4 separate regions of the Mus musculus genome follow, and all the other regions are linked to region 1. Evidence: chromatin contacts called from public HiChIP or PLAC-seq and promoter capture Hi-C data. All regions are on one chromosome and are shown on one strand. Each heading gives the region's core, a stretch centred on a gene start, on an enhancer-like site or on the middle of the called end of the contact. The rest is flanking DNA. Distances are from core to core; before and after follow the strand shown.

The links. Promoter capture Hi-C pulls out the DNA fragments that hold promoters and counts their contacts. HiChIP or PLAC-seq counts read pairs in DNA pulled down with a chosen protein or histone mark.
Region 2: a FOXA1 HiChIP or PLAC-seq map of pancreatic cancer cells shows a contact between it and region 1. The contact joins the promoter of 1110028F18Rik here to the promoter of Smpd3 in region 1. A contact is called at or near these places in 1 of 39 promoter capture datasets (the SN4741 cell line), 1 of 115 datasets of contacts at active chromatin or transcription factors (pancreatic cancer cells) and 1 of 9 other capture datasets (adipose tissue).
Region 3: a FOXA1 HiChIP or PLAC-seq map of pancreatic cancer cells shows a contact between it and region 1. The contact joins the enhancer-like site here to the promoter of Smpd3 in region 1. A contact is called at or near these places in 3 of 484 Hi-C or Micro-C datasets (embryonic stem cells and nephron progenitors), 4 of 115 datasets of contacts at active chromatin or transcription factors (embryonic stem cells, neural tube and pancreatic cancer cells) and 3 of 9 other capture datasets (adipose tissue, embryonic stem cells and pancreatic islet).
Region 4: a contact with region 1 is called in a promoter capture Hi-C map of embryonic stem cells, with 3 times the contacts expected there. The contact joins the promoter of Cdh3 here to the promoter of Smpd3 in region 1. A contact is called at or near these places in 2 of 39 promoter capture datasets (cranial neural crest and embryonic stem cells), 2 of 484 Hi-C or Micro-C datasets (the AML12 cell line and embryonic stem cells), 3 of 115 datasets of contacts at active chromatin or transcription factors (bone marrow-derived dendritic cells and embryonic stem cells) and 1 of 9 other capture datasets (adipose tissue).

The regions. Positions count from the first base shown.
Region 1 is chr8:106,335,165-106,341,450 of GRCm38.p6, forward strand. Smpd3 (sphingomyelin phosphodiesterase 3, neutral) reads right to left here and starts at 2,801. Exons shown (of 9, transcript NM_021491.4): 1 at 2,648-2,801. It overlaps 4930506A18Rik (RIKEN cDNA 4930506A18 gene), which reads left to right. Exons shown (of 3, transcript NR_126091.1): 3 at 1-590.
Region 2 is chr8:106,583,147-106,589,432 of GRCm38.p6, forward strand. It overlaps 1110028F18Rik (RIKEN cDNA 1110028F18 gene), which reads left to right and starts at 3,997. Exons shown (of 3, transcript NR_045470.1): 1 at 3,997-4,271.
Region 3 is chr8:106,557,954-106,564,239 of GRCm38.p6, forward strand. No RefSeq gene overlaps it. Among named protein-coding and RNA genes, the nearest start is that of 1110028F18Rik, 26 kb to the right of the region's middle. Within about 2 kb of position 3,403, at least 137 of the 459 cell types and tissues checked have an H3K27ac peak or open chromatin away from gene starts, as enhancers often do. A contact at or near this core is called in pancreatic cancer cells, where this site is marked.
Region 4 is chr8:106,507,090-106,513,375 of GRCm38.p6, forward strand. It overlaps Cdh3 (cadherin 3), which reads left to right and starts at 3,763. Exons shown (of 16, transcript NM_001037809.5): 1 at 3,763-3,917; 2 at 4,135-4,252. The coding sequence starts at 3,870.

The DNA of each region.
Region 1 (6,286 bases), core at 1,551-4,050:
AGAAGGAAGGTGTCTCAGTGGGAAAGTGCTTCCTTAATAGGCATCCCAGTCCTGTTTTCCATCCTCAGCACTATGAGACAAGCAACCAAACACAAAACAAGGACACCTACTCCAAAGGTAGACAGGAAATTCGCCCCAACAGAAAGGTGTGTGGTTCAACAATGTCCACAGCAGCTCCGAGCCTACAGGGGAGTAGTGGTTGTCAATTTGTGCTTTGGCTTGACTTCCTTCCAGCAGAGGTCACTGTGGATGCTGGCAGTGGACACTTTAGGGAAAAGGATCAGGTAGGCTTGGCTGACTGGAGTTTCCACTGCCTGGTTCTTTCACAGTCCATAATCTATCCCCTTAATTTATGTGAAGGAGATAATCTTGAAGCGACCTGAAAAAACTTTGTGGTAAAAGCGATGGTGGTAGGGAAACTTAGGTCAGTGGCTGGGACTAATAAGGCTGAGAGGGCTGCATTCATCTTCTAGGAATATTAAGACAGAGTCTCATTATATAGTTCAGGCTGACCTCTAACTCGTGGCAATCCTCCTGCCTCAACCTTTCAAGTGCGGGATTATAGGCTTGTGGCCACCATTACTGGCTTGTACCTGGTGTTTCTGAGTCTCCATTTGTGACCAATTACTGGTAATATCCCTGTAGCTCTACCAGCTCTGCTCATATACCCCTTCCAGCCTCTATTGACAGACTTCCCAAATCTTCCTTGGCAGCCAGTGGTTGTGATAAGGTAGGTTTTGGTCATTAGGGCAGCCCCCTACAGCATGATAAGGTGCTCCAGGGAATGAGGACTGATAAAGATTTCAGGGTCAGATTTGGGTGCCCAAAGGGCTAAAGAGGGTGTCACATTCTTGTGAAGTTTCACTGACTGGAATATAGCCAGTCCTTCAGGTTGGACCCGAGGCAGTTTAAAGCTGCCTTCATCCTGAAGTTGAACCTTAGGTCAGCAACTGTGACTTGAGAGTTAAAAGGATAACTGTCTTGCTACCTTCTACATCTAAGCTTGGTTCCTCTTCCTCCTCCTTCTTCCCACCCCTCCCCCAGCCATATGCATAGCCTCACCACAGCAAGGCACACGCGTGAATACTGGAGCATGGACAGACACATTCATCCAGTCACATTTTCACTCACGCTCTGCCCCACACACCACTATCAATAAAAATCACATCTAGCCACAAAACCAAATTTGTCCTAATATAGCTGATAGGGCATGAGGTTGAATGGGTTTAGTCAGCATGCTTCTTCAGATCCCCTCAACTGCAAGGTAGAGTCCCTGGTCATCCCTGTCCTCGTGGTCACAAGTCCTGCCTCTAGTAACCATCAATCCCATCGCATTCTTGGGGCAGGACTGGCAGTGGGGTTGGAAGGTGGGGACAGAGAAGAGTGTATGGCACAGGACCCAGCACAGCACAGCCACCTCCTCCCTCGGGATTTTCCATCCCGGCTCGCGCGGGCCCGCGAGGAGCGAGCGCGCTTTGTCTCTCTCGCTCTCTCTTCTCCTAGCACGTTTCCGTGGAAGCTACCCGTGCCGCGCCCGAAGCCCCCCTTCCTCAGCCGCGCCCCTCGCGCAGTCCAGCCCTGCACGCCTGCCAGTGCCGCCACCGCCGCTTTGTCCTCCCGTGGATGCCTGGGCAGAGCGCGAAAGCCGGGCACCTGAGAGCAACCCCTGCTCGCAGGGTACCAGATCTCGGCGTCCAGATCTGGAGCGCGCTCGGCATGCAGCGGAGCATCCCTCCAGGATCCGCGAACGCGGAGGAGCTGCGGGTTGCTGGAGAGGGAGACCACTGGGTCCTTTCCCTCAGGTGCCCATCTAGACTCTTAGCCGTGGTGCTGGAGCTCTAATTCCCGGGGTGTGGCGGAGCAAGAGAGATGATCTCCACTCTCTACTGCCTGGGACCTGGATCTAGGTGGAGAGGGCCTGGGAAATAAGATCCAGGTAGGGAGGGGTACCTCAGACTCTCACTTCTACCCACCTCCCACACCCAGGCTATTCAGACCTTAGGTGCGGCTCCATCACAGAAGACCCAAGCATCCATCAGTGCTTGGAGCAGGGTGGGGAGGAGTCCTGCAGCCCTTCACTTTCTCCATTCCCAAAAACAAATATCCCACAAAGAACCCAACTGTGAGCAAGTCATAAGGGGAGAGCCTGGATGTAAAGGAGGGCAAAGGGAAGGGTCTCCCTAACAACTCGAAACCTAGGAGAGTCTAAGAGGAGGGGAGGTGTCTCATCAGTCACATCCCAATCCCTGTTTGCAGCCTGTTTGCAGCCTCGAGCTGGGGTGTTGTAAGGAAGGGTCCCTCTATCTCCAAACCTCTCATCCCAGAACAGTCCCTCCATCCTCAACAACCCAAGCAGCCTTGACTTTAGGCGCAGGAAAAGGGAGACTCCAAGCCTTTTTCACGCTCTCCTACGAGAGACCAGAGAGGGTCTTCCAGCCCTTCATCCCTTACACTCAAGAAGCTCTTTCACCATACGACAAAACCCAGCCGAGGTTGCTCCGACCTCAGGCCCTGGGCCACGAAGAGGCCCGCAGTCAGTCCCTCCAGCTCCACGGACAGATGGTGTTAAGTGCGGCGAGGACACGTCCCATCAACTCCCCAGGCCCCCCTCTCCTCAATAAAACAAAAGCAAGTCCTTAGCACCCACCTCAGGTGGCGCACAGGAGGGCGCTCGGTGCGGGGCAGCGCACGCGGCGCCTCCCAGCTCCTCGCGACCGGGGCTTCCTAGAGACGGCTCTCGCGGCGGCGATGGTTACAGCGACCGCGGCTCTGGCATCCGGAGCCTCCCTCGGACTCAGCACCTGGAGCGGCGAACAGCTCCGCGCCTCATTCCGCTGACCCCGCCTCCCGCGAGCTGCTCTGGCCAATGGAGACGCAGGATCCGCCCAGGAGGTTGCCTATTGGGAGGTTCCGGTCCCTCCGTTGGGACCTCGCCCCCAGAGACCGCCCAAGTGTTTGCTCTGCCTGCTGGAACATGTAGTCTCTTAGGGCTGTGGAGTGGGCTCGTGCCGCGGGCTTGTAAACAAATGGACTACATTTCCCAGAGTGCATTGAGGAGCCCTAGGCGCGGAGGAGGGTGGGAGGACTGTTTCCATAGCAAACTCAGCCCCTTGGGGAATGGGGGATGGGGAAGTGGGGCAGGCCTTGGGACCCTTGCAAGACCACATGTGATCTGTGGTTAGCGTCTTGGAAGACGGATTCGGTTATCTTTTTCTCTCTGTTTCTACTTGAGGACCCTGGGCCTCAGTTTCCCTGTCTAGGAAGAAAGGTAACGAGACGGCCTCGCTGCAACACTCGGTGGAGCCAATCGAGAGCGAGACGCTTTGGTTCCTCCCCACCAGAGATAAAGGATACTGGAGGAGACCTTCACACCTCAATCTGAACTTTTATATTTTTTCCTTAATTCTGACACTGAAGGTTTGTTTGTTTTTTTTGTTTTGTTTTGTTTTTTTGTTTTTTTTTTTTTGTTTTTTTTCTTCTGGCCACATTCCTTGCGCCACTAGGACCTTTCCTTCTTGTCCCCACATTTTTGCAGTCTCTCCTTCAGTACTTTCTGGTAGAGTGAGCTGCTTCTGCCTAAAACCTTTCACAGGCTTCCTCGGGCCTCTGGGATCAAATCCACTTTTCACAGCAAAGCTGGAAAGTCCCTTGAGAATTGGACTCCACTCTCGTTTGCATCGTTCTGAACTTTGGAAACTGGCAAGCCTTGAGTACTGATTTTTCTCTCTTCCTCTGATCCCCTCCATCATGCCGTCCTCCAACTCCTCAACATCCTTTAAGCCCCAGTTTAAATGTTGCCTTGATGTGTGACGACTTCCTTGATGTTCTGCCGAGTGTTGCACATCTTCTGTGTCTGTCAGCCTCTACTTCCCCTATTTGATTTGCATGTTTACACACCCAGCTTCCTCATGAAACTAAACTTATAAAGCAGAGGCAAGTCCTGTATTATTCATATTTATAGTTCCGTGTCTACAACCTCTGACATACAGGAGGCACTCAACAAATGCTGAGATTTACCTATAGTTATTGAAAATGAACAGCGGTTTATCTGATTTCAGCATACACCTTCAAAAAATGTTTATTTTCTAAGGTGTTTCCCACTCCTAAAGATGTTCACTAGAAGGATGCTACTGGTTGAAAAAAAAAAGTTTAAATGCCATTCATACTTTTAGGATTGGTTGGGATTTTGTCTGAATGTCCCAGGGTCTTTCTACTACTGTGGTTCTAGAGAAATATATTTGTGCCTGCTATTCCTGTCAATTCCCCCACTAAATGTCACCAGTTCCTCTATTTTAGCTGTTGGCCCTACTTTCTATGTCTAAATGCCTGCCTCCCACTCCCTTTCTGGGAAGATCTTCTCTCACCTGTCAGTCATGAAATAAGATGCTGGCTGGCCTTTAAACCTTCTGCTCAGCATCATAGGACTCCACAGTGATTTCCTGCCTTGCTAGGTAGCATTTTTTCCTCCTGAATCCCCAGGAAAGATTCTGATACTGACTAGATGTCTCATTAATTCCATCCATAGTTTGTTTGTCATCGTCCTAGAAGTTTAGGGTGTATGAAAACACAACCATTCTGGAAAGAATGCCTTCATGTGCATAGTTGATTCACACTGGGAAAGGAAGTAACTGGAAAGACTACTATTCCAAACAGAGCCTGAAAGAAAGGAAGCCTGCTATCCCGGTACAGAACAAAGGCTAGGGCAGAGGATGAATAAAATGTTAGTTCTTCCCTAACAGGACCTCGAGTAAGCCTCGCAGAGGGGCTTTGATCTTGGCTAAATCATGGAGGAAGGCCACTGGGGCTGACTTAATAGACACAGCCTCATTACTAAGGATGAGTTACTCATTACTGCCAGGAGCACAGGGAAATGGGATGTGTTGAAGCTCAGTATCCAAGTCTGTGGATACAGTGAGAGCAAAGGCTGTTGGGAGAACAGAACTATGCCATACAGTGGACATCCACAGAAGCCTAGCGAAGAAACCCACCAAAAGCCGGAGGTGAAGCCCTTGGAGGTCAGTTGAGCCCTTTGAAAGTATCGCTAGGGCAGGAAATTAGATTGACAGAGCACCTACCTACCTGTACACGGCCTTTTGTCTGACTCCGAGTATTGCCCCTCCCACAAAAGTTATGCTAATTTTCAGGAAATGGTACCAAACAGGAAAAAAGTTAAGGTTCCTGGATTCTCCCAGAACCCCCGTGGGTACTTAAATAAAATCTGCTAGAGTCGAGAAGCCAGGTCCTAATCCTGATTTTTATCTCTGATTAGATGTGTGACCCTGGGCTGGACCTGTTTCTTCAGCTATAAAATGCTGTTTACTGGTGTTAGGAAGAAGCTAATAAGGGTACAGGTGGGGAAATTCAAACCCATTTGCTGGCTTACAGAAACTGCCTTCTGGGGTTTATAGTTTGCTTATTTGAAAGAGTTGCAAGGGATAGATAAAGCTGCCTTGTGTGAAGCATTTCACACACATTAGGACTCAGCAAACGCTTTTCTACTTTTAGATTTTTGGGTTTTTTTGTCTTGTCATCAGATATCCGTTCGACTGAGGAAACAGGGGATGATGATACCCAGGGCAATTAGGGTTTGACTCTCTCCCCTCTCTTCGTACTTGCATGACTCGCTCAGGTTATTTAAGCTTTAATCTCTTGCATCCCAGTGTTCTCATCCGAGAAATGGAGGTGATGATACCTCAGAGCTGAGAGGATGACCTGGATGAGTTATAGTGCCCGACACATGAAAAAATGGTCAGTAGATTTAGTTTCTCATTTTAGGGGCAATTTTAGAATTCCCAATGGAATGGAATTCCGGGTGCCTAGCAGCTAGCGTTGTAGAAGATTCCAGAAGAATGTCATGCTAGTTTCCTCCTGCTTACAGAGGAAAACAGAGGGGGCTAGAGGGATGGCTCAGTAGTTAAGAACACTTGTTGCTCTTGCAGAGGACCTGGTATTACAGTACCAACCTGGTATCTCAAAACCATCCAGGCAGTAATTCCAGGCAGCCTAACATCCTCTTCTGGCCTCCCTGGGCACCAGGCAAGCATGTGGTACACAATTATACTTGCAGGCAAAATATTCCTACACATAACTAAATAAATATGAATAATTTTTGTAAGTCTTTAAAAATAAAAAGGCAACAGGCAATGGTGGCACATGACTTTAGTCCTAGTACTTAGGAGGCAGAGGCCGATGGATCTCTCTGTTTGAGGCCAGCCTGGTCTATAGAGCTAGTTTGAGGACAGCCAAGGCTATACAAAACCTTTCCAGAAAACCTAGAGGAATAAAT
Region 2 (6,286 bases), core at 2,747-5,246, 250 kb after region 1:
CAGAACTTCCACACCATGATGGACTTAATCCTCTCAAAATAGCTTCTATTTCTAAGAAATAAAAAGAACTAACAGCTGAGCTGGGCTAGGTGGGGCATATACCCAATACCCAGCACTTGTGAACAGAGGCAGGAGGATCCCTGTGGGTTTGAGGCCAGCCTGGTCTACATAGTGAGTTCCAGGACAGCCAGACCTAAATAGAAAGATCTTGTCTCAAACAAACAAACAAACAAACAAACAAACAAACTATCCCAACTCCCAACCACACCCCCCATACCTCCCCAATAAAGAAGAAGAAACAGCAGAGCAAACACAGCTAAAATAAAGTTCAATTTAATGATGATGATGATAATAATAATAAATTCTTGCTACGGGTAGGTTGTAGTTTCATGGTGGATTATGTATGAGGTCCTAGGTTCCATCTCAGGCGTTAACAAACAAAACAGTACTTCCTATTGTTTTCAGGGCACAGGGAATCTACAGCCCACACCTGTGTTCAGTTCCTGCCTTCCCCTTTGATGTCATCTTTTCCTCAGGAGTCCTAGCATCTGAGGGTTTCCCTGAAAGTGGTGATCTTTGGCCTTTCTAAGAAAACTCTGGTTCATTCATTTTTATGGTTTTTTTTTTGTTTGTTTTTTTAAGGACCGGGTTCCCTGTAGCCTAGGTTGTCCTCTGACTCCTGATATAGCTAAGGATGACTTAGAAATTCCGGTTCTTTCTCCTCTTTCTACCAACACCTGGATTACATCTGTGCACCACAATGCCTGTTTTAGGCAGTATGGGGCTAGAACCCAAGGCAAGTACTGTTTAGAGCTGAATTACCCCAGGCCTGCTTCATCAGTTCAGACTGGTATCGTTTCCACTGCCAAGTCTTCCCTGAGCCTCCCAATCACACCGTGTGGTTAGTCATTAATCACTCATTACTATGGCTGGTACCTAAGGACCGCAAAATAAGGCTCTTCTAGTGGTTGACACCTAACCAGAATAATGAATATGCCTGTCTCGGTTGCTAAAATACCGTGTGGAATGTTTTCCTATTGGTTAGTAAGCAGTGCCTTCCCTGGTCCAGCAAGGCTTCTTCATTTTTCTGCCAACCAAAAGAGGGAGTGGGAGGGGGGAGCCAGACACAGCAGGTGGCTTGGAACCCTACCCCACTACCCCACTACCCCACTACCCCACTAACCCAGTACTAATTCCTGATTCATTAGTGGCCAGGAGCCCAGCTCTGCTAGTTGTTAAATGTTGGCAATATCATCTTGCTTATTGCTCTTCTTCTTTTCTTTTCTTTTCTTTACTTTTTTTTTTTTTTTTTTGACAGGGTTTCTCTGTTCTGGAACTCACTCTCTTTGTAGACCAGGCTGCCTCCCAAGTGCTGGGATTTGGAATTAATTAGAGGTACCCCAACTGGCTTCTTTCCTTTTTTTTTTTTTTTTTTTTTTTTTTTTTTGGTTTTTTGAGACAGGGTTTCTCTGTATAGCCCTAGCTGTCCTGGAACTCACTTTGGAAACCAGGCTGGCCTCGAACTCAGAAATCCGCCTGCCTCTGCCTCCCAAGTGCTGGGACTAAAGGCGTGTGCCACCACCGCCCGGCTCTTCTTTCCTTTTTAAATATAAAGGCACATTTTAAATCCCAGCACTAAGGAGGCAGAAATAGGTGGATCTCTGAGAGTTCGAGGCTAACTTGGTCTACATAACAAGTTCCAGGCAGTCAGGGCTATATATTGAGACCCTATCTCAAACAAAACCAAAACAACAAAACCAAAAAGGTGTGTGTGTGTGTGTGTGTGTGTGTGTGTGTGTGTGTTGTGTTTGCCATGTGAGAGCAGGCACCTGTTGAGGCCAGAAGAGGATGTCTGATCCCTTAGATCTGGAGTCTCAGATGGTTTGAGCTGACTCGTGTAGGTGCTGGGAACTGAACTTTTGCTCTTAGTATGTGCAGGCGGCACTCTTAGTCACTGAGCCATCTCAACAGTCGCTCGCCCTGGATTCTAAGTCCCTAGTTTCCTTGTCTGTTAGCTCTAGCAGACCAAAGCTCCTCACAGACAGAAACGGCCCTTCCTTGTTAGCTCTGTGCTTCCTGCAGACTGGTGGCTCAGTGAATGTTTACTGACAGACGGACGGGCTGACTGAACAAATGATCTCATTGAACAATACGGGCCTCTTCCCCTTGAGTCTGGACCCTGGAACTTTCCCAGACTGCCTTGGACACCTTGTTCTTTGCCCTTATTTTATGGCTCTGGTTTCTTAACCCTGACAGGAAGTTTCTGCCACCTGCTTTAGTCTGCCTCCAACCGGGCCAGCTCCACCTTGCCTCCTATAAAATGTGGAAAAACTAAATCCCAGCCCTTCTACCAACACAGGCTTAAGTGGCACTCATGTGTACACGCACACTCAAGTGCAGAAGGTCACTCAATGCTTACTGAGTCTGAGATGACTGACTTACGGAGGTTTATATGGGGTTGTCCAAGTTTTAGCATGTAAAGTCCTTTGTCTTGGGAACCCTTCATCTCTGGCAAATGGAGACAGTTGGTCACCCTAGCACTAAGGGTCATTCTATGTAGATAATGTTATTGCCCTTTTTTCTGTTGCTGGTATTTAGCACAGTGCCTGGTCCACTATATCTTACCCCAGTTTGCCTACTACTGGCCATGGATAATCTTACCACCTCTCAGTTTCCCTAAGAGGAAAGAGGAACCGCTGCTTCCCATGCAGACTTCCCTAATACGAGTAGAACAGTTTGCAACCCGGTGCCTGCCTTGGCCTCTCAAGTGCCTGGCTTGCAATTTTTAATCATCATGCATTATTCAGAACATTTATATTTTGTTCTGTAACTGTAACTATTCCTCCAGTGCTTAGTCTGGAGATTGAGCTGAAAATTGAAAATCAATGGACAGGACCCATAAATTTCACTCAGTTGAGAACTAACTCCAAGGCTCCTATGGGAAGAAATGGCAACCAGAATACTATATAGCCTCCAATGCCAAGAAGTCCAAAATTATCTGCTTGGCAGTGCCACCCATAATCCTAGCTACTGGGAAGACTGAAGCAGGAGGATCACCAATTGGGCTATGGAGCAAGGTCAAAGCCGTATTGAAAATTTAATGAGACTCTATTTCAAAATAATAAGAGAACAAAGCTGCCAGGTTGGTGGTGGTGTATGCTTTTAATCCCAGCACTTGGGCGGCTGAGATGGGTGGACCTCTGAGTTCAAGGCCAGCCTGGTCTACAGAGCAAGTTCCAGCACAGCCAGGGCTACACAGAGAGACCCTGTCTCAACTCCCCTGCCCCCCACCCCCAACCAAAAAAAAAAAAAAAAGGCTGGGAGCTCCAGGGGTGATGCTCAGCTGGCAGAGCTCTTCTGAAGCAAGGACAAAGTCTTGCGGTCCATCCCATAGACAGAATATCCAGGGTACTTGTGGTAGCTCCCCAGAATTAGGGAGTTGGGAATAAAAGAATGAGAAGTTCAGGATCATCCCCCGAGTGCCAGATCAGCCTGGAGTATGAGACCTTAACATGGAAACATGATGGTTCTTTGGAAAGTTGGTTGGATAGTTTTGCTGGGGCAAACATTCGAGTTTGAAGGAACATTTCATTAAAGTGGACCCAGGTGTGAAAGGCTAAGGCGGACTGAAGCAGACACAGGAGAGAGGATGTTCTGCTAAAGCAAGCATGTGAAAGGGCACGTGATGAAGGACTTTTCTTTTTTTTTTTTTTTTTTTTTTTTTTGCTAACATGTATTGGTCTGCCTCCCATTGCATGCTTTGAGCTGCATTTGTTGGGACACCAGAGAGAAATGCACCAAAAAGCTTCTGAGGGTGTGCTGCAGTTTGTTGCTGCTTCCAAGGACTTGGGCTGATTGGATGCGCATGCTGAGGCAAGACCCGTCTGAGGCAAGATATGTGGAGGACACGTGATGTTTGAAGGAGTCAAGGGATAGTAACAGAGGCTGCGCTTGGCTTGCTTATAGAGCTAGCTGTGCAACGCTTATGGGTGTGGCGGCTTTGCTGATGTTCGTTTCCCTGAGAGAGGCATAGCTGAGAACTTCTCCTGGCATTCCTCCTAATCCCTCCGGCTGACTGGAGCCCAGGCTGAAGCCTGGCTGGCTCTGCTAGGTCTTGTCACCACTGTTACTAATCCAACTCTACTGAACTGGACTGCTGGTGTATCCATGAAATGCTTGTGAGTGAGTAGAGCTTCGGCTGCCTGGTAACCTGTGACCTGAACTGATTTCCAGAGAACCTTCCTAAACAGGTCTACTCTCCCCTGACCCCTGTATCCTTTCTTTTTCATTACCTCTGGTGGCTGGTGAGCTAAAAGGGAGGTTAAAGCATCATTAAAAATAGGATTTAAAGAATTAAAGTTACAAGACCTTATCTCAAAAAAAAAAAAAAAAAAAACAAACCAACAACAACAACAACAACAACAACAACAAAAAACTAAAGCAAAACCAGAAAGAGCAGGCATGGCCTGTTGTGGTGGCACATGCCAGTAGGATCTGCTGAAAGAGCAGGCATGGTGACACACACTGTTAATCCTAGCACTCTGGAGGCAGAAACAGGAGATCTCTGTGAGCCAGCCTGGTCTACATAGAGAGGCTTTCTCAAAAACAAACAATCTAACTAATAAATAAGTAGATTAATCAACTCAATTAAATGGGCTCAAACTTTCTAGGGTTAGAAGAAAACTGGGAACTTCTTCTAGGCTTGTTTGTTATCTTAGAGGGGAAACAGAGTTACTGAAGGAAAACCATTTTGCTTTCAGATCACACCAGCCAGTTCCCTACAATATGTTCTGGCTAGCTCCTGGGAATTGAAAAAAAAAAAAAAAGTGAGACACAAAGTTTCTTTCCTCCCTTGACGTTTTTTGAGGGAGGGTTTCATTGTGTAGTTCATGCTGGCTTGGAACTCCCTATGTTGGCCAGGCTGGTCTCCAATTTATAATCCTCCTGCCCCAGCCTCCTTAGGGCTGGAATTACAAGTGTGCATTATCATGCTGGCTTCAAAGTTCCTTATAGTAAGGAAAATTTACACACACACACATCCATGTACCCTGTGCGTGTGCGCATGTACACACACACCCACACACCACACATCACTTCTAGATATAGAATAATATATAGTCTAAGAAAACAATGTTTTAATTTAAAAAATAAAAGCAATTTGGGCACGTTAGCAAACATCTGTAATCCTACTATTTAGGAGATCGAGGCAGGAAAATCAGAAGTTCAGGGCTAGCCTCATCTACATGGTGAGTTTTAGACCAGCCTAGGCTACCTGGAATTCTAAATCAAACAAAGCAAAAGCAGAGTTGTTTGTCTCTAGACACTCCCCCAACACACACACACACACACACACACACACACACACACACACACACACACACACACACACAGTGAATTTCCAGCCCTTCCCTTGGTATCTGTGATTCTATCTAGCCAGGGTGAAACTGACTGTCAAGGAGCTATTTTCATTGGCTGGCAAACTTCAAGAGGGCTTGCCCTTTGGGAGGGGCTTTCTCTCTCCCCTAGGCTGGGTCTGATATTGGCCTGATTCCTCCACACACACACACCCCACTCTGAGAAGGGAGGCAGTCTCTCTCTCTCTCTCTCTTTTTTTTTTTTTTGTTTGTTTGTTTGTTTGCATGGAGGTGACACAGGTTGCTGCAGAGCTTTTGGCCTTAACAGCCGTTCTCAGTCCTGATCAGTCATCACTAAGACCAAAGTTATTTGTACAATGGGAGAGACCTACCACCCCTTATCAGGAGGTCTGACTGACTAACTCTCTAGGCTGGAGAGGGCCTGCTCTCTGTGGACTTGGCTCAGGAAAAGCCCTGGCCACTGAGTAATGTGCACTGTGGAAATGATAATAGTTAATGTTTACTTAACATTTCCTGTCTGCTGTGTTTACTTAGCTTACCGCACCTGGGGTGTTTTGTTTGTTTTCTGTTTTTTGTTTGTTTGTTTGTTTTTCTCTTTGAGACAGGGTCTCTCTCTCTACAGAGATTGGCTACCTTAGAATTCACTATTTAGTTGAGGTTGGCCTCAGACTTCCAGAAATCCACCCAGGCTCTTTCTCTGCCTCTTGAGGGCTGGGATTAAAGGCAAATGCCACCTCACCTGATCCTTAGAGCTACTCAACCACATAGCTGCTTAATTATTTTTCTTGGAAGGATGAAAGAACTGAGAGAGTCCAGAGAGAGGCCTATTTGTTTTGTTTTGTTTTGTTTTTTCAGTGCTAGGTTTGAACCCATGACCTTAGCCTTCGAGGAAAGCATGATACCATTGAGCT
Region 3 (6,286 bases), core at 2,153-4,652, 220 kb after region 1:
TACACTGTGTACATACCAGAGGGGCCACAGAAGGCTATCAGCTCCTCTGGAACTGGAGTTAAAGAACAGACTGTGGTGAGCTGCCATGTTGAGTGCTGGTATTATGGGGAGCCCACCAAAGAAGACCACGCAGACACAGTCTGTAAACAACTGAAATTCTTTTTTTCCAGCTGACCAGGATTACACTTGGGTCCAGGGACACCAGTGTAGCCCTGAGGTCTTAGAACAAGGGGCTTTGAAGCAAAAAACATATCTGGTCTCTTGCTTGGTTGCTGCAGAGGACACTTTTGAGCAAACAAGGAGGGGAAGGGTTGCTTTTGAGCAAGCAGGTAGTTGTAACAGAAGCTAAGATAAGCAGTTAGCCGAAACAGGAGGTTTTGCACAAGCAAGTAGTTTAACAGAAACCAATATAAATTAGCTGGGGTATCTTGACCCTTGGGTTCTTTGAGTAGAGTTGGTTGATTTTTCATGGGAGTCTCCAACAAGGAGCTCAAGTTCTAGTCAAACCTAAGATAGCTTCCACGTGGAGAACCTCTCTGTATTGTCCTATCACTGGGGACTAAACCCCAGGTCTTCTGTAGGAATATCAACTGCTCTTAAACTGCTGGGCTCTCTTTCCAGATCCAGGAGTGGTTAAATCTTCAAAGCAGCTGTACTTCTAATCCATCCTGAACCTAGAAGCCCCAGCTGTCACCTGATGAGTAGAATGCTGGGGGTGGAGCCTGCAGTTGAGTTATAGACAGACCCCAGGTGATTGGGTTGTATGCTTAGGTTTGATATCAGGACAACTAATGTCACCTAATGAAATCTAAAGGGAACTTTGGGGCCAAGTGAGATGGCTCAGCAGTTGAAGGTGCCTGCCACCAGAGCTGACAGCCTGAGTGTGCCCACTGGGACCCACGTGGTAGATAACTCCCAGGTTGTCCTAGGAACTCCACGTGTGTGGTAGTGGCCTGCATACCCATGCATATGCACTTAACTGATAATATAATAATATTCAAGGGAATTATGTGGGTTTCTCACCTATTCTTGATCTCTGTACCTCAGACCAAGGCTGTTCCTGCTTTTTCTTTTGAGCCTCTGGTCCCCCTGCTGTTCTTGTTGATAAGCAGGGGGATCGGATGTCCTAGCCAGTCGCACCTGCTGCCCCTTATCTTTGACTCCCCTCTTGGAGGCTGAATGAAGCAGGGAAATCCTACCTGCAGCTGCACAAAACCAAACAGCCACTGTTCACTCGGCTTCCCTCCTGGGATTCGTGGAGGGTGCCAGGGGAGAAATGGCTTTTCACAGCCAAGCCTGGCCTCTGTGAATGAATCTAGGCAACTTTGACAATGGGGAAACGGTCACTGGCCTGAGCGTCTGGGAAGTACAGGCCTGGCGTCGGTGGTCAGGGTGTGTGCCATACTGATCGTTCTCCCGCTGTGAATATGCTTCCGGGCTGCAAGGTGAGACTTTGGATCTGTGGTCAGTAGGTTCCAGAGCAAGACACAAGGGGCTGGTAAGATGGCTCAGCAGGGGAAGGTGCTTGCTGATCTGGGACTCAGAGAACTGACGTCCTAAAGTTGTTCCCAGACCCACACACAAATGAACATACAAACTTTTAAAAAAAAAAAAAGGGTGTTTTGGTTTTTCTTTTTAAGATTTATTTCATGTATGAGTACACTATAGATAGCTGTCTTCAGACACACCAGAAGAGGGCATCAGATTCCATTACTTGAGGTTGCTGTGAATTGAACTCAGGACCTCTGGAAGTACAGGTAGTGCTCTTAACTGCTGAGCCGTCCCTCCAGCCCCGCAGTTTTTGTTGTTGGTGGTGGTGGTTTAGTTTGATTTTATTTGCTTTTTTTTTTTTTTAAAGAAAAAAATATATTTCAGAGTGTAAGTCACTATCTTTAAGTATTCCTGGTGAGTGATAATTGCACCCGCTTGCACACACATACACAACTAATGGGATGGCATGCTAACAAGGACTGCCTGGGTATCTGGCTGATCTTTTTGTAGTTTATCAGCTGTGTGTGCCCTCCAACGTTTACCCGGTGTGTTGCAATCATGTTTTGTGTCACGTTTGCACAATAGTGTGGGGGCCCCTCCGTTGTCTCCATCAATCCCAATTTGGTATTGCTCTGCCCCCGCCACCATCTGTGAACATAAGTCCTAAGGGTTTGTTTTGTTTCTAACGTCAAACGGTCCAGGGCATCTGCTTTGTGGAGGCTTCAAAGCTGCCTCCAGGTCAGCTGATACTGATTGAGATCAGGGCTCTCTGGAGTCGAAGGCTCAACCTGGAATGGCTAGTTGGTACTGAGAATGCCTGTCAGATCTTCTCAAATCTGTCCCCAGGCTTCTAAAAAGCCCAAAAGAAAAGAAAAAGTGACTCTCTAAGGATGCCTGAACCAAAGATCCCAAAGTGAGAGTTCAAAGCCAGCCTCCAGCTTCCTGGTGAACCGGTTTCAAAACAACAGCAAAACAAACCCACACCCAGCCCCCTTGAGCTTTCTTTTGAGAAAGATCTCTGGATTCCCTGAGTCCTATCTCCTCAGCCCCCTCCTCCCACACTCTCCTTACAAACACCCCTCACCCCAAGTGAGGTCATCCATCCTAGTAGCAGGCCTTTTGACTTTGTGGCTGACCTAAGCAGTCTTTCCTGGGGTTTTCCCCTCCATTAAGGTGTAGGTAACTCTGCATACCCAGTCATTGTGTGGCCTGAAGAAGGGGTTTAAGAATATGGCCAGAAGTCCAGTCAGGGCAGGGACTGTCTGAGAGGTCAGCTAGGTGACAGGCCACCACTGACAGTTGGAGCAGCCCCCTCACCAGCGTTCCATCCTTTATGTGTCTAGTTTGACTCACTGGGGAACTCCGTGGATCACCTGCTCACAAAGAAGGCAGAGCCTTCCTTCCCACCTTCAGCTTTCTTTTTTGCTTTGTTTTGTTTGAGACGGGGAGGGGATTCTCTGTGTAGCCCTGGCTGTATTAGAGCTCACTCTGTAGACCAGGTTGGCCTCGAACTCAGAGACATCTACTTGCTTCTGCCTCCCCAGTGCAAGATTAAAGGTGTAAGCTGCCACTGTTGGTCAGAGACCAAATTCAGATCCTGCCCTTCTGAATGAGGCCTTGGGCAAATTGCTTCCGCTCTCTGAAGGATGCCTAGCACGGGAGGGCTGTTTAAGATGACCGTTGGCCCTACTGATGTAGGAGGTTGATGGGAGTGACGGCATCCCATACACATCCGTATACAGGGATCCTCCGCGGAAGGTGAGCTTCCATGGGAAGACTGCCCAAAGGAACGGAACGTCCCCTTCCTTCCCAGCAGAGGGCGCCATTCTCCCAAACCACAGCTGGGGCTGGCCTTTGCAGCCTGGCTTGGCAGGGTGGGGCCACAGGAAGGGAGGGCACATGCCACAGGGCCACTGGCTGTGGCATACCTTACATGGAAGTCTGCCTGCGAAGACAGCTCCGCCTGCACAGAACACATGCTCGGTAAATACTTGTTGAGTCAGTGGATGAAAAAGCTCTCTTGATGATGGGGATGGTGTCTGAACGGACGCTGCTTGATGAGCCACGACCCTTACCAAAGAGCTGCTTATGGTCTGGTCTCTCAACGAGCTTTTTATGTCTTCCTTTTAAAAAGGAATTGAGAGCCAGAGCGACGGCTCAGTGGTTAAGAGCACGTATTGCTCTTGCAAGAGGCCCCAAATTCAATTCCCAGCATGGTGACTCACAAGCATAACTCCAGTTCCAAGGGATTCAAAGCTCTCTTCTGACTTACATGGGCACCCGGTGTGCACACAGTGCACAAACATACATGCTGGCAAAACATCTGTACACGTACAATAATAAAATGAGTAAGTTTAGAACAAAGTCAAGAAAAGGAAATGGAGAGAGTTAGGAGAAGTGCTGGGCTGGGTGTGGTGGCACACCAGGGTGCGTACCTGTAATCTCAGCATTTAAGAGGAAGGCTGAAAGGAATTGAGAGTTCCAGATCAGCCTGATCTACACAGGTAGATACCTGGAGAGACAGAGTGACAAGGATGGGCCTTTATGTTTTCTTTGAGGACACCTGAGGTGTCCCAGGCTGTTCCAATCTGAACTCTCTATGTAGCTTCACCCGCTGTTCTCCTGTTTCTGCCTCCCAAATGCTAACCTAACAGGAATATACCACCACGCCTAGTTTATGAAGTGTGTAATTGAACGTAATCCTTCATGAGTGGCAAGCAAGCATTCTACCAACCGAGGTATCTCCGTCCGAAGACCTCTTTTTATCCTGAGATTCAAACCTCTGCCAGACACGACAGTAAATGCACTTAATGCTGACATCCAGGGGGCAGAGACAGGCAGAACTCTCTGAGTTCTAGACCAGCCTGGGCTACATAGCCAGTTCCAGGACAGCCAGAACTACATAGAGAGACTCTGTCTCAAAAAAACCCAACCAACCAGCCAAACAAGCAAACAAACAAAGGTTGGTGGTTACTAAAGAACAGCATCCAACTGAGGTGCCTCCTGGACTACACTCCAAGGTAGAACACTTGACCAATATCACAAGGTCACACCTTACCCTGCCAGAAGTTACAGCTGGAGCCAAAGTGCAGGCACACGGGACAAAAATATCCTTCAGATGTTATTCAGGTCCTGCATGAAGGCAGGGCTGCCCACGTGACCGTGGTTCTCTATTTCTTTTTTTTTTTTTTTTCTTTTTTGGTTTTTTGAGACAGGGTTTCTCTGTGTAGCCCTGGCTGTCCTGGAATTCACTCTGTAGACCAGGCTGGCCTTGAAGTCAGATATCCACCTGCCTCTGCCTTCCAAGTGCTGGGATTAAAGGCACCATTATTCATATATATATATATATATATATATATATATATATATATTTTTTTTTTTTTTTTGGTTTTTCAAGATATATCTATTTCTTATGTCAGTCCTTCCAGCCTCTTCTGAGGCCCCTTTGCGTGTAGTGGGCATTATTCCAGGGTCTTTATATTCATTTACATAATAACTACTTTTTAAAAAAATTTCATGTATGTGGGTACACTGTCGCTGTCTTCAGATGCACCAGAAGAGGGCATTAGATCCCATTACAGATGGTTTCGAGCCACCATGTGGTTGCTGGGAATTGAACTCAGGACCTCTGCAAGAACCGTCAGTGCTCTTAACCTCTGAGCCATCTCTCGAGCCCACATAATATCTACTTATTGACCAAATTGTTCTATGCCAGGTACCATTGTTGGTGATGAAAAAAATGAAATTCAGCAAGCAGCTAAAAATCCAAACTGACATGTCAGGGACTCTGTTTTTTTTTTTTTAAAGATTGATTGATTGATTGATTGATTGATTATATGTAAGTACACTGTAGCTGTCTTCAGACACTCCAGAAGAGGGCGTCAGATCTCTTTACGGATGGTTTTGAGCCACCATGTGGTTGCTGGGATTTGAACTCCAGACCTTTGGAAGAGCAGTCAGTGTTCTTACCCGCTGAGCCATCTCACCAGCCCGGACTCTGGTTTTAAAATGTGTAGAGTCTTGGTGCAGTGGCATAGACCTCTAATCCTGGTGCTTGGGTGGTGGAAGGAGGAGGATCAAGTGTTCGAGGCCAGCCTTGCCTATATACTATAGAGAGTATGTGGCTAGCCTGGGCTGCATGAGAAACTGTCTCATAAAAGCTAAATGTGTGGGGCTTACTAAGGAGAAGAGAGAGCTGAGGTAGGGCCAAGAGGAAAGAAACTGGAGTGAGGACTCAGTTCTCGTAGTCAGAGAAGGCATAGCTGAGAAGTGTCTGAGCACAGACTTAGGGAGTGAGCTCACAAGTGTGTGTCTCACTGAGAGGAACAGAAAGTGAAAGCTATATGCAGAAGGGGCTGGCAGGGCTCAGTAGGCAGGCCAGAATGTCTGGAGCAGAAGAGCTGGAGTGGAAGCAAGTGAAGAAAGGGATGGGATGGAGGGCGCCCAATGGCTGGGCATCTTTCCCTGGGTCTGGGCTCAGTGCTGAGTGAAGGGCCAGGCCCAGCCCTGGAAACCCTGGGAAAAGTCCTGACTCAGCTCGCCTCTGGAGCCAGCAAAACCTGATTCTTTCACTGAACCATCCACAGTCACCAACAGGGAGGCCAGGGCCTGCCTGGGCCTGTGTCAGCTGCAAACCTGGCAGACTGGAGCCGCAAGATTCTTTTCTCAGGGCCCCAGGGCAGACTGGGAGCCAGTCAGAAAGTAGAGCCCTGGTTAGCAGTACAGACCTTGTAGTGGCAGGTGTGTGTGTGTGTGTCTTACAGCCTGACTTCTCCCAAATAGCCCAAGGGAGCCC
Region 4 (6,286 bases), core at 2,513-5,012, 170 kb after region 1:
GGCAAGCCTGCCTTCCACTGTAAGGTGCCAGACTCCGCGTGTTGCCTTTGTGACAGAGCACATCCCCCAGCCACATTGGTCTTCTGCGGTGGCACATACAACAACTACAGCCTCCTCATCACACCATGGCAGGCTTCTGACACATCCCCAAACAGAAGAAGCTCTTGGTCCGTCTTCAGTTCCAAGCTTGTTCTGGATTCATGTCCCCAGCAAGACACATCAAGAAGTGCTCCCAGGAAGAACTGTTAACTAAACGGGAGACCGCAGGCTGAAGGGCAGCGGCGGTGTGAGTACAGACCTAGTCCCAAAGAGAGCATCAGCCAGATGTACAGGGGAACTCTGGTGCAATTACAACTTAGCGTTTGTCTGTTTGGAAAGGAAGGATGCTGGGGCTGTCACCTACACCAGGTAATCACTGGCTGTGGGTGGAGGAAGCAAATTCTGGGCATCTGTTTTGTTTTTCCAAGACAAGAGCTTGGAGATACACACACACACACATACACACACACACACACACACACACACACACACACACACATCCCACGCTGACCTTGAACTCATGATCAGGCTATCCGGGAAATTTAACTGAAACTCAAGACTGAGATTCATTTAGTTAAATGAATGAATTGATGAATGACCAGCTGGAGAAGCTGCGCAGAAGGCAGCGTCGTGGTCCAGGCTCGCCCGAAGAGCTGAGTATCGTTTTCTCCGCTCTGCTCGCGGCCCCCCGCCGGAATGCAGAGTGCCCTGGAAGGAGGCGGAAATGAGCGCGCTCCACAGCTCTCCAGCCGAGTGTTTACTTAATTAGGGCCTGTATCCTGAGGCTCGTTTGTGTTTAACTGTCTGCCTAATGGTTTCGTCTGGCTCCGGGCCGGCGCTGGGGGAACTTTGGGGGTGAGGATAGGTCGAGCCACCCTGTCCCCTCTAGGTTAGAGCATTGAGCAGCTCCAGCGGGCAGCTAGGATTTGGCAAGCGTCCCCAGCAGGAGAGCTGGACCACTAAGCTGCCTTGGGCTTTTTCTGCAAGTTGCCACCTCCTCCCACAGTGCTAGGACTGCGCGGATCACTGAAGACTCCAGAGATGGCAGATGCCGGCTGCCCGCAGCGGCGAAATTGAAGGATTCTGACACTGCTCATTCTCTTAGTTGTGGAACTGGGAGCGCTAGCCAGTTCCCTAGCTGGCGAGGCAGAGAAAACTAAATGAGCCGCATCCTAGAGTCCTAATACCGACACCACTGGGCTCTTGCTCAGTGCCAGCTACTGAGTTCAGCGTTTTTAACACGTTCATCTGTTTAATCCTCAAGTACACATCTTCGTTTAATTCTAATACAGCCGAGCTCCTCTTCCTACCCCCCCCCTCTGTGTGTGTGTGTGTGTGTGTAAGAGAGAGGGAGAGGGAGAGATGTGTGTTCATGAGTATGAGTAGGGGCCACGTGCATTGGCCAGAGGACAGTCTCTGAGACAATACTATCTTTCACCTTGTTTGAGATTGGGTCTCTTTGTTTGACACTGTATGAACCAGGCTGGCTGGCCTGCTGGCTTCCTTCTGCCCTCCCCCCATCTCTTCATAGGAGATCCTTACAGATGGGCTACTGCCATCCACATTCCGTGGAATCTGGGGACTTGAACTTGGGACTTACCAAAGCACATTATCCACTGAGCCTTCTCCTTTAGTCTAGTCCTTTTTTTTTGAAACAAAGACTCACTATGTAGTGTAGGCTGTCTTTGAACTTGCAGTAATCATCTTGCCTCCACACCCCGAGCAGGGATTAAAGGCACACCCCTCTCCTGGCTCTAGTACAGTACTTTCAGAGGGTAGGTATCAAAATAATCCCAGTGACAGCTGAATAGCCTCAGTAAGAGGTGGGACCCGAGTCTAAATCCCACACAGTAAATCGAGTAGAGCCAATGCTTGCCTGATTACATCATAAGTTCTACTGCTCAGCCAGAGACTTGGGTAGAAAGGACAGGTAGGTACAGGTTAATACTTGAAGGCAAACAAAACAAAACAAACATAAACTTCTAAAGCTGAGCTAGCTGGAGAAAAAGCATCATCCTGGGATTCTCTGGAGAGCAATGCAAGATGAGGCGCACTCGGAGAATGGGGGTGGGGGGATACGTTGGTTCAGAAGGCTTGTCTCATCCAGGGCTGAGGCTGCAGCTCAGCAGTGGAGCACTTACTTGCCTGGCAGGTGTGCAAGGTCATGCGTTCAATCTCCAGCATTGCAGAGAGGAGGGGCAGGGGATGGGGGAGAGATGCCTTTACAGGGAAAGGGCACGGGGAATGGGGCCGTTGGAACCTGTGCATGGGGTGGCAAGTCTTAGTACTAGGTACAAGGTCTTAGTACTAGGAAGGTAGAGGCAGGAGAATCGGAAGTTCAAGGCCATCCCAGGTGCATAGTTTCAGGCCAGCCTGAGACACATTACACTTTTTTTAAAAAGTCATCATTGTTAAGCTGGTCATTGTGGGTCATTGTCTTTTATTCCAGCAGTTAGGAGCCAGAGACAGAAGGTTTGAATGAATTCAAGGCCAGCCTGAGACTACAATGTGAGAGTCTGCCTCAAAACAAAAGAAAAAAAAAAAAAAACCACACAAACAAGCAAACACAAAAAACGGACAAAGGAGATGGTTTAGCAGGTAAAGCACACTGGAGAAATGGCTCAGAGGTTAAGAACACTGGCTGCTCTTGCAGAGGTCCTGAGTTCAATTCCCAGCAACCACATGGTGGCTCACAACCATCTGTAATGGGATCTGATGCCCTCTTCTGGTGTGTCTGAAGACAGCGACAGTGTACTCACATAAAATAAATAAATACATAAATAAGTGTTAAAAAAAAAAGTTTGGGCCCAGCAGGTAATGCACAATCCTAACGACCTGAGTTCAATCCCAGAATCCATTTAAAGGAGGAAGGCGAGAACCAACTCCACAAAGTCGTCCTCTGACCTTCACATGTGTGCGATGGGCCATTCATACATGACAATAATAAATAACGCAAAAATCTCCATTGTTTGCATTTAACATAAAATTAAGGAAACAATTATATTTGGAGAAAGAAAACATTTATATTGGGGGTGCCAGAAATAATGGGGCTGATAACAAATAGCTTGTGCCCTACCTCAAGCCCTTTGAAGTTACTATGGCTTCCAAACTCTGGGACTTTCTGTACTAGCTGCCTTCCATTTGTCCAGCTGCAAACGGAAGTTACTATTCTCTCACACGTGTATCAGATCGCGTAGCGCGGTCCTTTGAGACCTCGATGCCACTTTTAAAACCCGGGAGCGCTCCCCCGCCCCCGCCCCTGCCCCTCCCCGGCCTAGTGTGGGAGGTAGAGAAAGTGGCAGAGGGCAGACCCCTCTGTAGCGGGTGTAAAGACACGCCCTGCCTTCATCAAAGCTTTGAACACAGCGCCTCCGGTAGCATGAATGGGGAGCCTCTGTTTTTTTGTCGGGTTTCAGATGCGTCTCCACTTTTTTTCCGTTGTAGCTGCCAGCAATGGAATATTTGTCTTCCCGTGCTGCAGAGGCTGAGGTGGAGTGGATTGGGGGGTTTTGTTTTGTTAGATTATTTTCCATCGAAGCCAGAGACTGCGAGAGCCACGGGGTACCTTTCAGAAGTAGTTCCAGAAGAGCAGGGAGGCCGGTGGAGGGCACCAGGGAGGACCTTTAGGGCTTCGAGAGTGCCTTCGGCAGGCTGGCCTCGACCCCACCTGCGAGGGGGCGGGACCTTGTGACGTTGGACCAATCAGCAGCTACCTGAGCGCACCTGGCCTCCTCCCGCGGGCTCCAGCGAGCCGCGGTGCTCAAAGCTGCACCCGGAGCTTAGCAGAGCGCGCCCCACCGTCGCGGCAGCCTTCTCACCTCCCTTCAGTTATGGAGCTTCTTAGTGGGCCTCACGCCTTCCTGCTCCTCCTGCTCCAGGTACCACAGTGCTTTGCCATGGTCCTGACCCGGATTGTTCCCTGGAGGGCGGGTGGGGTTCTCACGCTGCGGGCGTCGGGGGAATCTTAGGGCTGTGCTCCTTGGGGCCAAGGTTGTCCCGGAGGGCCCCCCCCCCAGGACTCCCAAGAATGGGTGTACAGAACCAGGCATGCCTGTGACTCAGCCTCCTCTTTAACCCTTCTACCCTCACACTCAGGTTTGCTGGCTACGCAGCGTGGTCTCCGAGCCCTACCGAGCGGGCTTCATCGGGGAGGCTGGAGTGACCTTGGAGGTGGAAGGAACTGACCTGGAGCCGAGCCAAGTTCTGGGGAAAGGTAAGACCCCTCCCGGAGCCAGCCTGGATGGAGCCACAGTGCGGAAGACCACACGTGCTTCGCTTTACTGTGGCGCATCGGAAGGTTGTCTAGAGCAGAGCTGGGACGTCTTGGAGCCACCCCACATCCTCGGGAGGCGTAGAAAGTGGCTCCCGGGCTGGGCTGGGCGCGAGAAGGCTGAGCAACGGTGCGCCTACTAACGTCCAGCTCTTCTGTGCCTCGCTGCTACTGTTGTTGCTTATCTTGACCTCTCGGTGCCTCGCGGCTGAGCCCCTCACCCAGCCCCGACGTGGAAAACTCTCCCGCCCCGCCACAGTAGAGGAATGCGCAGTGCACATTCCTCCCGCAACCCCCGCGCAGGTGTGGAGATGAACCGTGCCCTGAGCAGCCCCCTTCGCCCCTTCTCTGGCCCCCTTTGTGAACCGTGCTTTGTGTCTCCGACAGACAGACCCGGTCTGTTTCTCTTCTCCAGGCTGCCCTCCCCGCCCCCCTTCTTCCCGGGCAGCTGGAATGCACTCTTAACCCTGCCATTCCCGGAGGGCCTGCGCCCCTGCAGCCTGCCTGCGAATGGCCTGGCACACCTGGGCGGAGGGCATCACGCACCGGGAACACTAGGTCCCTCACTCCAAGCGTCTTGGTACTAGGATGTTAATTACTTGAGTCGCGGGGGAAGGGGGGAAGGCAGTCTGTGTCCCAAGCCGACCAGTGAGTGAGCGAGCGAGCGATCAAAGCACATTTTGATCTTTCTGTTGCGATTTTCTCCACTCAAGTTCAAAAACTTAAAAGTGGAGGGTCATTTCGGTACTGAGAACCACCAGTGTGTCATGAGACTCGGGCATCTATCAGCTGGTTAGCGGGCTCTTTGACTACAGAGGACAGTGGGATTTTTCTCGGGAGTTTAAACCCAAGTTGTTAAACTCGGATCCTTAAGTAAAGTTCCAGAGAACGTGGGAAGGGAATCTCTAGTTTCTGCTGACTTCCAAAAAGCATCTGCCACCTAGCATTTTCTAGTGCTTCTCACTCCAGGTCCACACGTCCACAGCTTGAATATGGGGGTGTCCACGCTGAGAAGCAGAATGACTTTCCTTTGTTTCTCCAAAAGAAAAGTGAGACCCTTGTGTCTGTAGAACGCCTTTTTTAAAAAAAAAATTTTTTTTTTCCTCAAATAACTCTGCAGATTGACAAAACAATTAACACCCAGGCTAGGCTAGGTTCCTTAAAGGCTTGGCTGTAGGGAGCCGGAGCCTAGGCAGTAAGAGGCCATGCCTCATAAACTTTAAATTCTTGCACATGGGTTTATTACTGGCGGGCTAACAAACTGCAACTGAGCCAACCTGTAAAAATGTTAACTTGGCCAGGGCCCCAAATCCAATTCTGGCTCCCTGAGGAAGCTCTATGGCTGACCAGATCTCTGCCAAATCCACCTCCCCCCACCCCACGCCCCCACCCCAGCCCTCACCCCCACCTCCACATCCTCTGCTGTATTCAGAGAGCAGGTATAGCTTTGAGTTGTGTCTTATCTTCCTTACTGAAGCAAAAAGTATCAGATTAGCCGCCACTTTCCTTGGCTTGAGGTTGCTGATCAGGGTTTTGATTACATGGTTGAGTTGGCCTGAGCTTCCTGGTGACATCACCAATTTTAAAACTTTTTTTTTTCCTGAGGAAATTCTGCTTTCTCTGATGTCTGGTTTATGATTGTGAAAATGGTAGGCTTGTACCAAGAATGTACCTGGTTAATAAAACAGAGTAGACTAATGTGCTTGGCACATCGTGATTTTCCCGACAAACACTACTGACTCTCGGGACAGACTTCCCTGGAAATGGGAAATCACTTTGGTCTTGAGTGAAAGCAAGTTTCCGGCCCACTTAGTGCTAGTAAGTTGAGACTTTGCAAACTAGATGGTGTGCTTATAGTCCCAGCTGCTTCAGAGACGAGACAGGATCTCTTGGTCCCAGGAATTTAGCCCAACATAGAGACTATAGCAAAATCCTAGCTCCTTTTTAAAAAATTACTTAGTTTGCTGTGGTGGTGAT